Regions from separate parts of the Danio rerio genome. Here region 1 is linked to region 2. A link is a contact called in public Micro-C data. All regions are on one chromosome and are shown on one strand. The core of a region is the stretch at or near the end of the contact, and the rest is flanking DNA. Distances in the headings are between cores, read along the strand shown.

Region 1 (6,545 bases), core at 820-3,319, 130 kb after region 2:
TCCACAGTTTTTTCAGCCTATAGCATTGTTGTGTTTTTTCGTTATGTTAATAAAAGTTATGTGTTTAATAACAGTGATTTTTTTTGTAGTTTCCTCTTGTCCATTCAAACAATTGACGCCGAATTGGCAATTCCTGCAAAACTGAAAATATTATACGCACGCATTCATAAGCTATTTAAAAGCAGGAAAAAGAGAAAAAGAGGAAATTCCCACTCCGACTGTGATAACGGTATAACCGGTCTTGTCACATGTCGATTAACCGGTGGGGAAACTTCCTCATCGTCACAACCCTACGAGCTGTATTACCACATCAACTATAACATTATTACAACAAATTCATTCAAGTACTTTACAACAGTATGGTTCAGAAACACTATTTAGGCCCGTTGCCAGGGGTGGTTTCTGGTGGTTAAGACCCACACCTCTTTGACAAAGGTCCAGAATTTGTCCCACACATGAGCTCATTTGTCCTATTTTGCCATCATAAATTGTGGAAATATGTTATTGAAGAAGGCTTTAAGACTGAGAAGAAACTGACGAAAGTGAAGTTATCTTTCACTACTGACCTAATGTGTTGTTAAATAGTAAAAACATTTTACAAGTAACTTTTATTCTAAATCTTAGACCTTAGTCTTCAAAGACAAAAAACGATCATTAAAAACTTTAATTCTGAAGATTATAAAATTACATTTTAACACTAATTAGGCTATTGTTGTTTTCCATGAATTTTCAAATGTACATTTTACAAGAGAGGCTAGAAAAATCAGGAAGCTCCACATATTATTCTTTAGGGCTGGGATGATAAACGATATTATATCGAATCGTGAAAATTTATGTCAATAACAACATTAAGCTCTGGACTTTTCTTACTCTATAATAATCAAGGAGCCCATCACACAGAAGAAATGTAAAAACAATGGGAAAAGCGTGCTGATATTAGAGATGCACCGAATTTTCCACCACCGAAAATGTATCGGTCGAAAACATGTTATGGCATTTATTATTCGAGTGGACAAATTCTGACGGGAAAGTTGAATGTGATGGCCAGTTTGTTATTTGCCCAATAAACGACAATCTCTTTTACTTAATTTACAAAACAATTTACCCAAAGCCGTAACATTCAATTTTCCCATCTAATGATATATGATGGGATAAATTTGTATTTTAACAATAACACAATCAAATTTTTTTTTTTACACTTTTTTATTCTAAATCTTTAGGAAATATTTTGGTACATTAAAAATAAAAAGTGGGATAATGCTGACCACTCGACAAGCGAGTGCAGATAAAAAGAGTGCTTTAAACGTCATTAAAAGTATTTAAGCAGTATTTAAACCTCATAGTTGGGGCAAAAAAAAAAAAAAAAGAACCACGCCAGACAGGCTACGGGTTGATTTTGTATTCGCACATTAAGACTTTCTGCTCAATAATATAGTTTCAGAATAGTATGCTAAGCAAATTCTAAATATGGAAATCATACTAGCAGCCAAACACTCTCAAAGTACAACACTGTTCACTGAATGAATGAATAAATGAATGTGCGAATGCAAAAACAACTTCATCCCAATGTCCAGGGACGTGTGTGTGCCCGTTTTCTCACCTGGCAGTGTGTATATGTGGCATCATTGTAGTGGTAGAGCATCGCCAGCACGATACAGGCGACGAGGCCGAGCAGAGGCAAACACACCGTAATCACCGCTAGCCGGGTGAACGGCACGCGGATCAGAGGCTTGTCTCGATCCACAGAACCGTACGGGACCTGTTGCATCTTCCCTGGACTAATTACATCCCCTGATGTGTCACAAGCGACAGACAGACTCCCTGTAGCCCATGGCTCCAACCTAGTCTCTGAACTAACCTTACATGTCTGACAATTAGCTTAAGTTGAAACTGAAACCGATTTAAAGTCGCTGCTGGTTATCACTGAAGTACTTAGCGTTAACATGCTTTGCGAAATATACTGAAACTTTAAATTTGTGGCGTTGGTTTAACTACAGAGGAGTTCTGGATTAAGCTGCGTTTAATAAACAAGTCGTTAATGTTTTAATTTGGTTAAAATGTCTAAGTTTTCCGACTGGATGTGAATGATTCGTGGAAACATCCGGTCACGCGGAATCTACATTTCAAAATCAAAGTCCTCGTGGTGTTTTTAAAAGGGATCGTTCGCCCCAAAATGATTTTTTTTCATTCAACCTGTTTTTCTTTTGTTAAACACGAAAAATATATATTATGAAGAATGTTAGAAAGGAGTACCCAATGTAGTTTTTCCATAATCCTATTTTAATGCACATTTTTAAATTTAGCATCAGATGTGTGATTGATATGCCCAAAAACAACCTTAAACTGCAAAAAAGTTGTTATGCCTGCTTTTGGTGATTTTTGGCTTGTACAAACGAAAACAATCAATGTAAATAACTAAACAGAATCGCATTCAAACCAAATAAACATGGCCATAGCTGGCATTAAATCCTATTGTTACTAATTGCAGTAGTGTCTCCATTATGATTGCCTTCAATTATTTAATGTTGGTAACCAAATTACCAAGACTGTCGTCAGCTTCTCAAACATCTTGTTACAAACACAATGGGCTATATGCACACAGACTTTACATTTTCAGCCAGGGAGCCCATAAGGGTTTCTGGTGAACTGTCTTTCCATTACAAAATTGTGAAGTTTAAGATCTGATTTCTTTAAAAATTAGTGCTCTTCATTGCCTATTAGATATACAAATTAAAGTGGGTCTCAGATCGTACAAGAGGCACTGCATTAAAATCCACTTTCCATGTCTTTAAAATGACAAATTATTTTACCCCAGTATTTTCAATGGAATTTCTGCACTAGCCTGTTGCTGACAGCACTAGTGATTACAACGGTCTTTCATCTCGATTTACACTTGAACAACTAAATGAATGCTAACTGACTGTATTGCAATTACATTACAACAGCGATGCTGTAAAAACAACCTTGTGAAATTGAAAATAGTCACATTCTTGTCTTAGGATAATTTTTAAAAACTGTTTTGATCATCTTCAAATGTTGACTTCTGTATAGTGTAGTCAACATTTGAAGTGGATCAAAATCTTTCATCAAAGTTGTCCTAAAACTAATGAACAATAGGCATTCGTGTCTAAGGACAACTTTGAAAAACTTTTTTGATCCACTTCAAACGTTGATGATCGTATATACACAAAGGTTTTGAAATCATTTAAAAAAATGATGAGAACATTTTTGCGCTAAGTATTTCAGATCATTTCTATTATTTTTTTTTTCAGTAACAATTAACAAAATGTTTGTGTTATTTTAAATAAAGATGTCATATGGTGGAAATACAAATTTCTAGACCCAATCTGATATAAAAAAAAACAACAACTTTTATTCAACATACAATGCTGCTCTTGTATGTTTCACTGACCACATGTATTTAGGGAATGTGAACCATTCATTTGAGGGAGCATTATTACATTGGCTACATTATGTGCTATTCTTTTTCGGGACTGTGTAAGATAAAGCACTGATCCATCCAGGTCCAGTATGTGTGAGTGGATATTATAATGCTTGTAAAAAAACACACCATTATTTTCTTCACATCATCAAATCCACAGTGATAATGATAAAACATGAGTCATGACTGGATTAAAAAAAAAAAGTATTGCTAAAAGGCAATCGGATCACATTGCTTGAATTCATGAGAAATGCTTCACTGTGTATTTGAAATGGGCTCTGATTGTATGTCAAAATATAATTTATTTTCTTTTGAAGGAAAAAAAAAAAACATGACAGCTTCATCCTCTGCCTTTTCTTTGAGAAGTCAAAACAAAACCCTAACCTGCACCTTGGTTTCTGGAGGAAAAGTGTGACGTTTCTAGACTGATGAGAGTTGGGATTTTGGGAATGTTTAAGTTTGGATATCAGGGTCTCTTGGCCCAGTCTATAGATGCCCTCCAACTCTCAGTGAGTGAGTCAGGAGTCGCTGTCGGAGCCGTTGCTGCTGTCTCGACTGATCTCGATCTGCAGCGACGGAAGGTTGTCCAGTCTGCTTTTCTTCATCTTGTTGGACTGCTGCTCTTTCTGCTTGATCATTGCACCCCACATCTTCTGGAGATGAGAGTCGTCCTCTTCATCCTCGTCCTCCACTCCGTCAGAATCTTCATCCTTTCTTCGTCTTATTCCTCTGGAGGAAGATGCTCGTGATGAAGGCTTGTCTTCGTCTCCGCTGCCGCTGTCCTTGTGAGACGGGCCGAGGCGGCTCCACAAACCACCTTAAGATACAAATGTTATGGTTTGTAAATGAGTCATAATGAGTGTTGAGCAATAACATGTTAAGGCTGATTTATACTTCTGCGTCAAGCCCACGCGTATGTTATGGCGCAGCCTACTTAACGACGAATAGCCCTACTCAAAAAATTTAACTACACGTTGCAACAACGCGTAGCGCAAGCTCTGTGATTGGTCGGCTTGGTAGCGCTGATGAGCCTAGGCGGGACAGAGAGCCGCGTGATCGATGCGAGCCCGATAGAGCGATTGTTTACAAGTGTGGAGTCCCGTAAAGGAGCTCTGGGTGGAAGGTTTTTTTTTGTGTTTACCTCATAGTTAAAATTGTTGCACGTCCGCCGCTTCCTGCCTCAAAATAAGCGAGTTTCAGCCACTTGTACATTCAGGAAGCATTCAGAAAAAACAAAACACCAGCGAAGAAACTCGACACTTAGGAATATTAACGACTCACTGCCAACTAGCGTTTTGGAAGTGTTAATGCAGAATAACAGAGACAGAGCGCAGAAGTATAAATGCACAGCTACGCGCGTTGCATGCGCCGTCGGTTACGCCGGTCACTTGACGTAGAAGTATAAACCAGGCTTTACTAGCAATGTGTTACTGTAACGGCATTACTTCTGACAGTAACTAATGCAGTAACGCATTACTTTTTAAATATAGTAACTCTGTTATCGTTAAAATACAATGCGTTTGTCCGTGACTCAATTAATTAATTAATGAATCGTGAATTAATTAATTTTGGCTGCACTCTAGCCTACATCTTTCTGTTTACAGTGACGACACATTGGTGGATGCTAACCAACACTGCAAAGAAGACGCATCGTGTACGAGACACCAGACTTTACAAAAGTAAAGACAAAGCAGAGATACCAGCTGCACGCGAGAGGCAAAGTGTATACGCGAGATAGACCGAATGCAAGCGAGGTAGGCTGACTGTGTGCACAAGAGACTGAGACTATTACCGTTACTATTAATAATACTTATTACTAATACTTCTGTTTGTTGTTACAAATAAATAAGCACAGGTGGTATCTGTATTACAAAATTGATTATTAGAGACAGAGACACAGTTCGGTTACATTTCAGAACGTGTTATTAAAATGTATAACGTTGTATTGCTCAGAAACAATTCTGTGATTTTTTAAATTGTTTTACACATTTTTATAGCAGTTACACAACAGCAGATTTTGCTTTGACATACTACATTTTATTTGTGGTTAGTTTAAAAATTGCCGATAGATTTCATTTTTGAGCAGCTGTTATGTTATTGTTTTGTTTAAAATGCATAACATTTATGGACGTCTATAATAGTACTTTCACCAAATTGATTCTGAATGATAATTCAGATTACTTTTATTTATTATTTCGTTATTAAGGTTGTTGTGCCTGTTGTATATTGTCGCTATTTTCATACTCAAGCTTTGAAGGAACGTTTAAGGGTTAAATACAAACATTTATGATGCGGATGTAACTTTAGTCTTTGCTTTTTTGTTTTGAAATATATGCTTCAGCTGGTTTATAATCTTGTGATATTTTATTTTTGTGCTGCTGGTCTGACTTCAATAAATCAGTGTTTAAAAATTACTTTTTATTTAAGTTTGTCTTGTGTTTTAGTTGTAGGAATGCAGATTAATTAAAATTGTAAAGCTGATCAACAGTGTATTCTCTATGCAGAACTGCAGTGACGTTATGAGGGCATTAATGGAAGCATTACAAATGTTCTTTGGAAAAGTATCTCAAAAATTACCATTAAGAGTAATGCATTTATTTTTTTGGTGTAAGTAATCAATAAAGTAAATACTTTTTGAATAAAGTAACAAGTAACTGTAACTAGTTACTATTTTTCAGTAACTGGTCATAAACAAACACTTGATAACTTAAGTCCTAACTTTCAACAAACAAACTAATTTTTTTTTAAATCCCCAGTTTATTAGTGTTAAGATGTTTATCCCAAAATTGATCACATAAAGTGATCCATGAACTCCACACATACATAAGTTATTTTATTTAGTAAGTTTATTCAGAACCACTCTTAGGAAATTTTATTAACATTTGTCCATACAAAGCCCTTTTTAAAATGGACCATCTTGCTCAAAAATTATTAAATAGGGTTGGATATCATTAGAATGTTATTGATTCTGATTCTAATTTCGGTTCAGCCTAATAATCTTTTATTAAAATAGATACATTTAAAAAAGGGGGTTTTATTCTTTAATAAACAATCCGAGAATACCAAAGGACTCTTATTTTGAAATGTATGTCTTATTACCCCC
Region 2 (6,477 bases), core at 927-3,426:
TTTTTTTACCTGCCATTTTTTTTCCATTTTTTTTTTATTACAATATTGTCCCAAAACTCTATTTAACTGTTTCCAGGTAAGCAATTGTTTTTCACAGAAGTTACTTAGGAAATCCTTAGAGAGATTTCCTAAATTTTACAATTGACCTATTAGTAAGTTTAGGCCAGGTCTCAGACATCTTTAGGTTGACATTTTTATTTATTTTATACTATTTCCTAAACACAAACAAATCATCTTAACATCTAGAAGATCAACAAGAATGCATACATTTGTTTTCAGGTCAAAGTCAAGTCAAAAAACAATTTGTGATAAAAGCTATAAAATTTCAATAGTTCTGTAGAAACACTGCCTTAAGTAAGTTAGACAGGCAGTATTAACATTAGCTAAAGACAAAAAAGATCTAAACTAAAAAAATTATTTTGTCATCTACCAGATTTATTTGTAATTTTGTTATATAGCTCTCTATGGCATATTTAATTCCCACTTGAATACTCAAGAGGTGGTATTTCTTTCTTTAAAACAGCCCTGAGCAACTGTTTGTTCAGGTTTGTGTCAGTAACTAAAGGAGGTGGGGCTTACCAATCAATAGAGGTCAATTTATAGTGTAAACATGCCTAATCTGCATGTCTGAAATACATTTAGAGTTTCTTTCTTCTGTTGAACACAAAACATTTTTGAAGAAAGCTAAAACATATTGTAACCATTGATTTCCATAGTGTTTGTTCCTTTGTCAATGGTTACAGGTATCCAGCTTTCTTCACAATATCTTCTTTGGTGTTTGGTGTCAGAATAGTGTTCAACAGAATGTCATCTCCTGCTGCCATATTTTTTTGTTACTTTATCTCCTTGTCTTTTACATATTTTATGTATGTATGTATGTGTGTATGTGTGTGTGTGTGTGTGTATGTATGAATATGTGTATGTGTGTATTTTGTGTTATTATGCTTTGTTTCTATTTTTAGTTGTGACTTTTGAACATTCTGTCAAGAGTCTACAGATGAAAAATAGCCATACTTAGCTAATTCTGGCCCATTTTGCAGTAATGGTTATTGTGGACTGCCCCTGTAAACAAATAACCTAAACTAAAAAGAAAGAAACTTCTAAAGGTTTGAAACCACTTGAATGCCAGTAAATCGTAAATAAATGAGAGAACGATTTGGGAGAACGATGTCTTTAAGTACTTGTGGTGCTGTACCTGATCCAGCTCCTGCTCTGCATATTTCCGTCTGCTCAGCTCGTTCTCCGTTCCTTCACGCAGCTCTCGGAGTCTCTGCGCCTCCTCCTTGGCTGCTTCAATCTCGCTCCGCATCTCTCGCTCCAGGTTCACCTTCTCTTCCTCCACCGTGTGATGCTCCTCCTGTGCAATCTGCAGCCTGAACACAAACACATGATCAATCTATAGATCAATGGTCTCAAACTCAATTCCTCGAAGGCTGCAGCTCTGCATAGTTTAGCTCCAACCACAATGTCTCTAGTAGTCTAGAACACCTTGATTAGTTGGATCAGCTGTGTTTGATTAGGGTTGGAGCAAAACTGTGCAGAGCTGTGGCTCTCCAGGAATCTAGTTTGAGACCTACAGTATGCTCTAGATCAGGGGTTTCCAAACTTTTCAATTCATGACCCCCAAAAATAACCATGCCAGTGGCTCGCAACCCCCAATATCGTCTGAGGTGGTTATAAAGATATAAACCTTGCACACAATGGTGCACACATGCCAATAGGCCCAAGTCTATTCATGGATTAATGTTGGAGAACGCCACTCGAAGGCCATTCTCCATGTTTAGTATTAGCCTGAATTTATTTTTAATATACATGAGTGCCGTAAGGAGGTCAGAAAGTTTAACCTAGTGCCATAAAAGCAATCTGTTGCATCTGACACTATTGCTTTGTCTTTAATATAACGTTATCACCCCTGGGGTCGAAAGGCTGATGGCTTTTTATTTGCTTTATGTAACTATTATTTTTTTTTTCTACTGTAGGTTAAGTCTACTAGTTTAAATAAAATGAATTTAATTTTTGGAAATTACCAAGCGACCCTCGCTCCTTGTCCCATAACCTCACGGGAGGTCCCGACCCTTACATTGGGAAACACTGCTTTGGATGAACCACTGTTCACTTCTTGCTAAACCTGGTGAATGCAGTACCACCTACTTACCTGCAGGTGGCGTACCGCATAAATGAGTGAGAATTAAAAGGCAACTGGGTCTGCAAGATTCAACCACACCTCTTCCTTCTCCGAACAAGATGTGGCCTGTTCGGTGTGGTAATTCTGTATTAAAACGTCCTTACAGTGTTACAGGGAAATTCATCCTCCACACTGGAAGATCCAGACGGCTAAATTTAGCTGCGTTCATGTGACTAAAATGATCCACTTTCAAGTCTTGGAGTATCTGATTCAATTTAAAATAATTGAAATCATCTTATCTGGGATATATTCATACAGTGTTGTCTTCTCTAGACTTTCAGCCGATTGCTTTTGTCCTTTATTAGTCAAAGAGAAAGGAGAAATAACAGGGGGTGGAAGGATAATAAGAGGAGTGGGTTATAAAGGCTTCTCTCATGCTGATGTAGTCCCAGTTCAAACAGGAAGTGAAGTATAAATCAAACTGTCACTGACATGACAGTGGCCAAGAACATTACAAACACTTAATAATTAGGAAGGGGAGCAGTAGATAAATGGAAAAGGAAGAAAATGAACTACAAACAACAGCTACACGAAATTATGAGGAAAGAAACTGGGTAGACAGACATATAAACAGAGACAGACAGATACAGATAGAGACAGAAAGGAGACGGAAAGATAAAGACAAGAGACAGAAGAAAAGAGTAGAGAGAGACAGATGAACAGATGGATGGATGGACAGATAAATAGATAGACAGAAAGATTGTTTTATAAGACAGAAACAAACAATACATACAAATAGAGAGAAAAGGCAGACAAACATATATATATATATATATATATATATATATATATATATATATATATATATATATATATATATATATATAGACAGACAGAAGCAACATGTGGACAGACAGAGAGACAAAAAGAAAGCTTGACAGAGACAGAAAGATATAGACAGGCTAGAAGATAGATAGACATTTATATATAGACAAGAGATAGAGGAAATGTGTAGACAGAAAGACAGAAGGATGAACAGATATCTAGATAAACAGACAAGGATAGTTTGGACAGAAACAGACAGACAGACAGATGGAAGGACAGACGGATGGATGGATGGATGGATGGATGGATGGATGGATGGATGGATGGATGGATGGATGGGTGGATGGATGGATGAATAGACACATGGACAGATATATAAATAGACAGAAAGATGTTTTGATAAAGACAGACAGACAGAGACGGACGGACAGATAGGCAGGCAGACAGACAGTCAAACAGACAGGTAGGCAGATAGATAGACAGATAGACAGATTGATGGACGGACGGATGAATGAATAGATAGATAGACAGACAGACAGACAGATGGACGGACAGATGGATGGATGGATAAATGGATGGATGGATGGATGGATAGGCAGGCAGACAGAGATGGACGAACAAACAGATAGGCAGGCAGGCAGACAGACAGACAGACAAACAGACAAGTAGGCAGATAGATAGACAGATAGACAGATAAACAGACGGACGGATGGATGAATGAATGGATGGATGGATAGGCAGACAGACAGACAGACAGACAGACAGACAGATAGATAGATAGATAGATAGATAGATAGATAGACAGACTCAAAGCGAGACAGATAGATATAAGCACCACTTGTATTAAACTGGACTGCGTGATGTGGATCAAAGTGTAAACGAGGTGTCCTGACCTCTGTTCCAAAGGGGATTTAGAGTGAAGGACAGGACAGAAATGCCACACACACATACACACAGATCAATGTGTTGCGCCGTAACACCGGCCATACTTGCACAGTGACTTAATCACACCGCACTCAACAAACATTCCTCCGCCACAGCTTTTCCTCCAACAAACTAATACACCGATCTACATCCTTCTTCCTTATAAGGCCATTGCTTTAAATTAATGCACCGTAAAGAAAGGAAGTTTGAATCATGAGCTTCTCCGAGACCTGTGACCTCTGAAAAAAGACAGAGACGGGTTTTCTGTTCTGCCTCGGCGCAGCGGGCGCCAGCTGAACTGAGCGTGCAGCGAGATAGTGTGACTGTCTGAAGCTGGGATTCAGCAACAGTGCTGCCCGTCCTTTTGCCATTTAAGGACTTTCAAGGGATGCTTGCATCACCCTGCTAGAGTCTTTTGACCTGAACAGACAAAGATAGTAGGAAATAAAAAACAACACTTCTACTGGACACACAAGTTCCTGGTTTGGGTTTTTAAATAAGGCACTGTTGGATTTGAAGTTACCTTGAGTGTTTCAGTATATCATGAAAGTGCTACTTCAATGGAAAAGAGTTAAGGGGAGTTTACCCAAACATCAAAATTCTGTTATTAAGTACTCACACTCACGTCGTTCTAAACCATTGATACCTGCAAAACGAAGGACTTTATTTTACAGTTCCTTCTTGTCAGTATAGGGCATGTGTTGCTGTATTGGAAATAAAGTACAGGCTCCTCTGAAGTAATATTTCAGAGGCTCAAGTGAGCATGACATGAATAACGAGTGCAAAGCACACCCTTTACTGACACCGAGGAGAAGAAACTGTTGAGTAAAGTTCTTGTTTTGTTTTACCAGTGCACAAATATTTTCTTGTCACTTGATTATGGTTCAAATGAGCCACTGAAGCATATGATCTTTTTTTTAGGATATTTTTTGTTTGTATATTTCTGGATTTTAACAAACCCAGGCTCATTCTGAAAACGTAGTCCTGTGGACGTTTCTGGAGACAGCGAAATACGCCCCGGAAAGTACTTATGTTTGCAGTTTTTGATTTTGCAAATTTGTGAGAGGCCGCTTATTTTTTGTCTTTTGTCTTTGTCTTTTTTATCATTTGTGCGCCCTTAGGCGTTCTGGTCTAAAAAGGAAGGCGTTCTGAGGCGGACTGCTGGCGCGTTGCTATTTTGAGAAACTATAATAGATTTTTCATTAGACCAAAACTAACCCGGTCTAAACTCCAGCGCAGAGTTGCGCCTCGCTTACACACTGCTTAATACGCACAAGAGAGCAATAGGCAAATATCTTTACATATGAAAAACTTTAAATATTAAGGATATATATAGGATATAATAAGAATAGATATAGAATATAAATATAAAGGATTAAAATATTACAAAACATACTATTTTCTAGCCTACATAAATATGAAAAATGACTGCTTTTATGTCTTCTTCATCTCAGGAGGCTTTTTCAGTTCATTCATAACAATTTGCTTTTTTATAATGTTATTATTATTAGCAGTATTATTTATTATATCCATATTTATATTTGTTTGATTAAAAACAAGCTTAGATTTGCCCACTTGTCAGGTTTTAGACCATATGGGGCACAGCATGTGTTTTAGGATATAACTCAGGTTTTTGAGCACATTTTGTTATTATTATTCATTTATTCGTTTGCTGGAAATTAGAACTGAATTAAGAAACCGTTTTGAAACGAATATTTGCGCTTAACAAACAAAAGTATTTATTTACAGACTAATTGATGTCTGTGCGTAAAGGTTTCCCTATCCAAGAGCGAATGTGAAAGTAGTTAAGACAGAAAGTAGTTAAATTTGCGTCCTGTAAATAGCGAATGCGCTCTTGACTCTTAAAGGGAATGGGAGATGAGACTCTAATTGGTTTATTCTCAAAACACACCTATAACTCATTTAGAAAATGAACTCAACCCTTTTAGACCATGCGCCATGGCTCAAGGCAAATTTCCCGTCCTTAAATAAGCAAAAACGCGTCCTGACACGCCCTGAAAGCGTTTGCGCCCTGCGTTTTGCGCTCTGCGCATGGACCGTCAAAATAGAGCCCAATAAGTTTAATATTAAGCCTTGAAGGGCAAATACCTAATTTAATTAATGGGGCATATAATTCAATAATTTATTTAAAGCATAAAATTTAATAAATATAAACATTAATTAGATAAAATAAACAACTGCACTGGAAAAAATATTTTGTACTTGTTACAACACTAAATTATATATTTTTGATTGTATTTCTTGATAAGTAATGCTTCAATGAATGATCTGCCAGTTAGAACCTTATAATTCCAAGTGGAAAATGACTTTTCAGAATGAGAAGGTTCTATCTGCATTTATCGTGTTTTATTTACTCCAATCTGCAAATGTAAGAGAACTTTGATCAATTACATTTAGAGAACCCTTAGGGTCTCTGTCATGTTAATGCATGAACGAGAACTGTTACACACGTTGTTTGCTATATATAATGCAAAGACATTGAAGCTCAAAATCTCAAAATCATTTAGAATGCAGAAAGAACCTTTCAATTCTAAGGTGACGATTTGTTAGCAAGAACTCTGGTGCAGATAATACACTGTGGC

What was found. A called contact is a pair of places that touch in the nucleus more often than the background predicts.
Region 1: a Micro-C map of caudal fin shows a contact between it and region 2, with 2.7 times the contacts expected there. The contact joins the promoter of pgap2 here to the enhancer-like site in region 2. A contact is called at or near these places in 2 of 18 Hi-C or Micro-C datasets (caudal fin and hematopoietic stem cells).

Annotation. Positions count from the first base shown.
Region 1 is chr21:33,656,249-33,662,793 of GRCz12tu, forward strand. It overlaps pgap2 (post-GPI attachment to proteins 2), which reads right to left and starts at 2,070. Exons shown (of 5, transcript NM_001013544.2): 1 at 1,601-2,070. The coding sequence starts at 1,768. It overlaps ncbp3 (nuclear cap binding subunit 3), which reads right to left. Exons shown (of 13, transcript NM_200143.1): 13 at 3,725-4,259. The coding sequence ends at 3,961.
Region 2 is chr21:33,530,280-33,536,756 of GRCz12tu, forward strand. It overlaps stim1b (stromal interaction molecule 1b), which reads right to left. Exons shown (of 14, transcript NM_001202541.1): 9 at 1,196-1,373. Among named protein-coding and RNA genes, the nearest start is that of stim1b, 63 kb to the right of the region's middle. Within about 2 kb of position 2,177, at least 18 of the 62 cell types and tissues checked have an H3K27ac peak or open chromatin away from gene starts, as enhancers often do. A contact at or near this core is called in caudal fin, where this site is marked.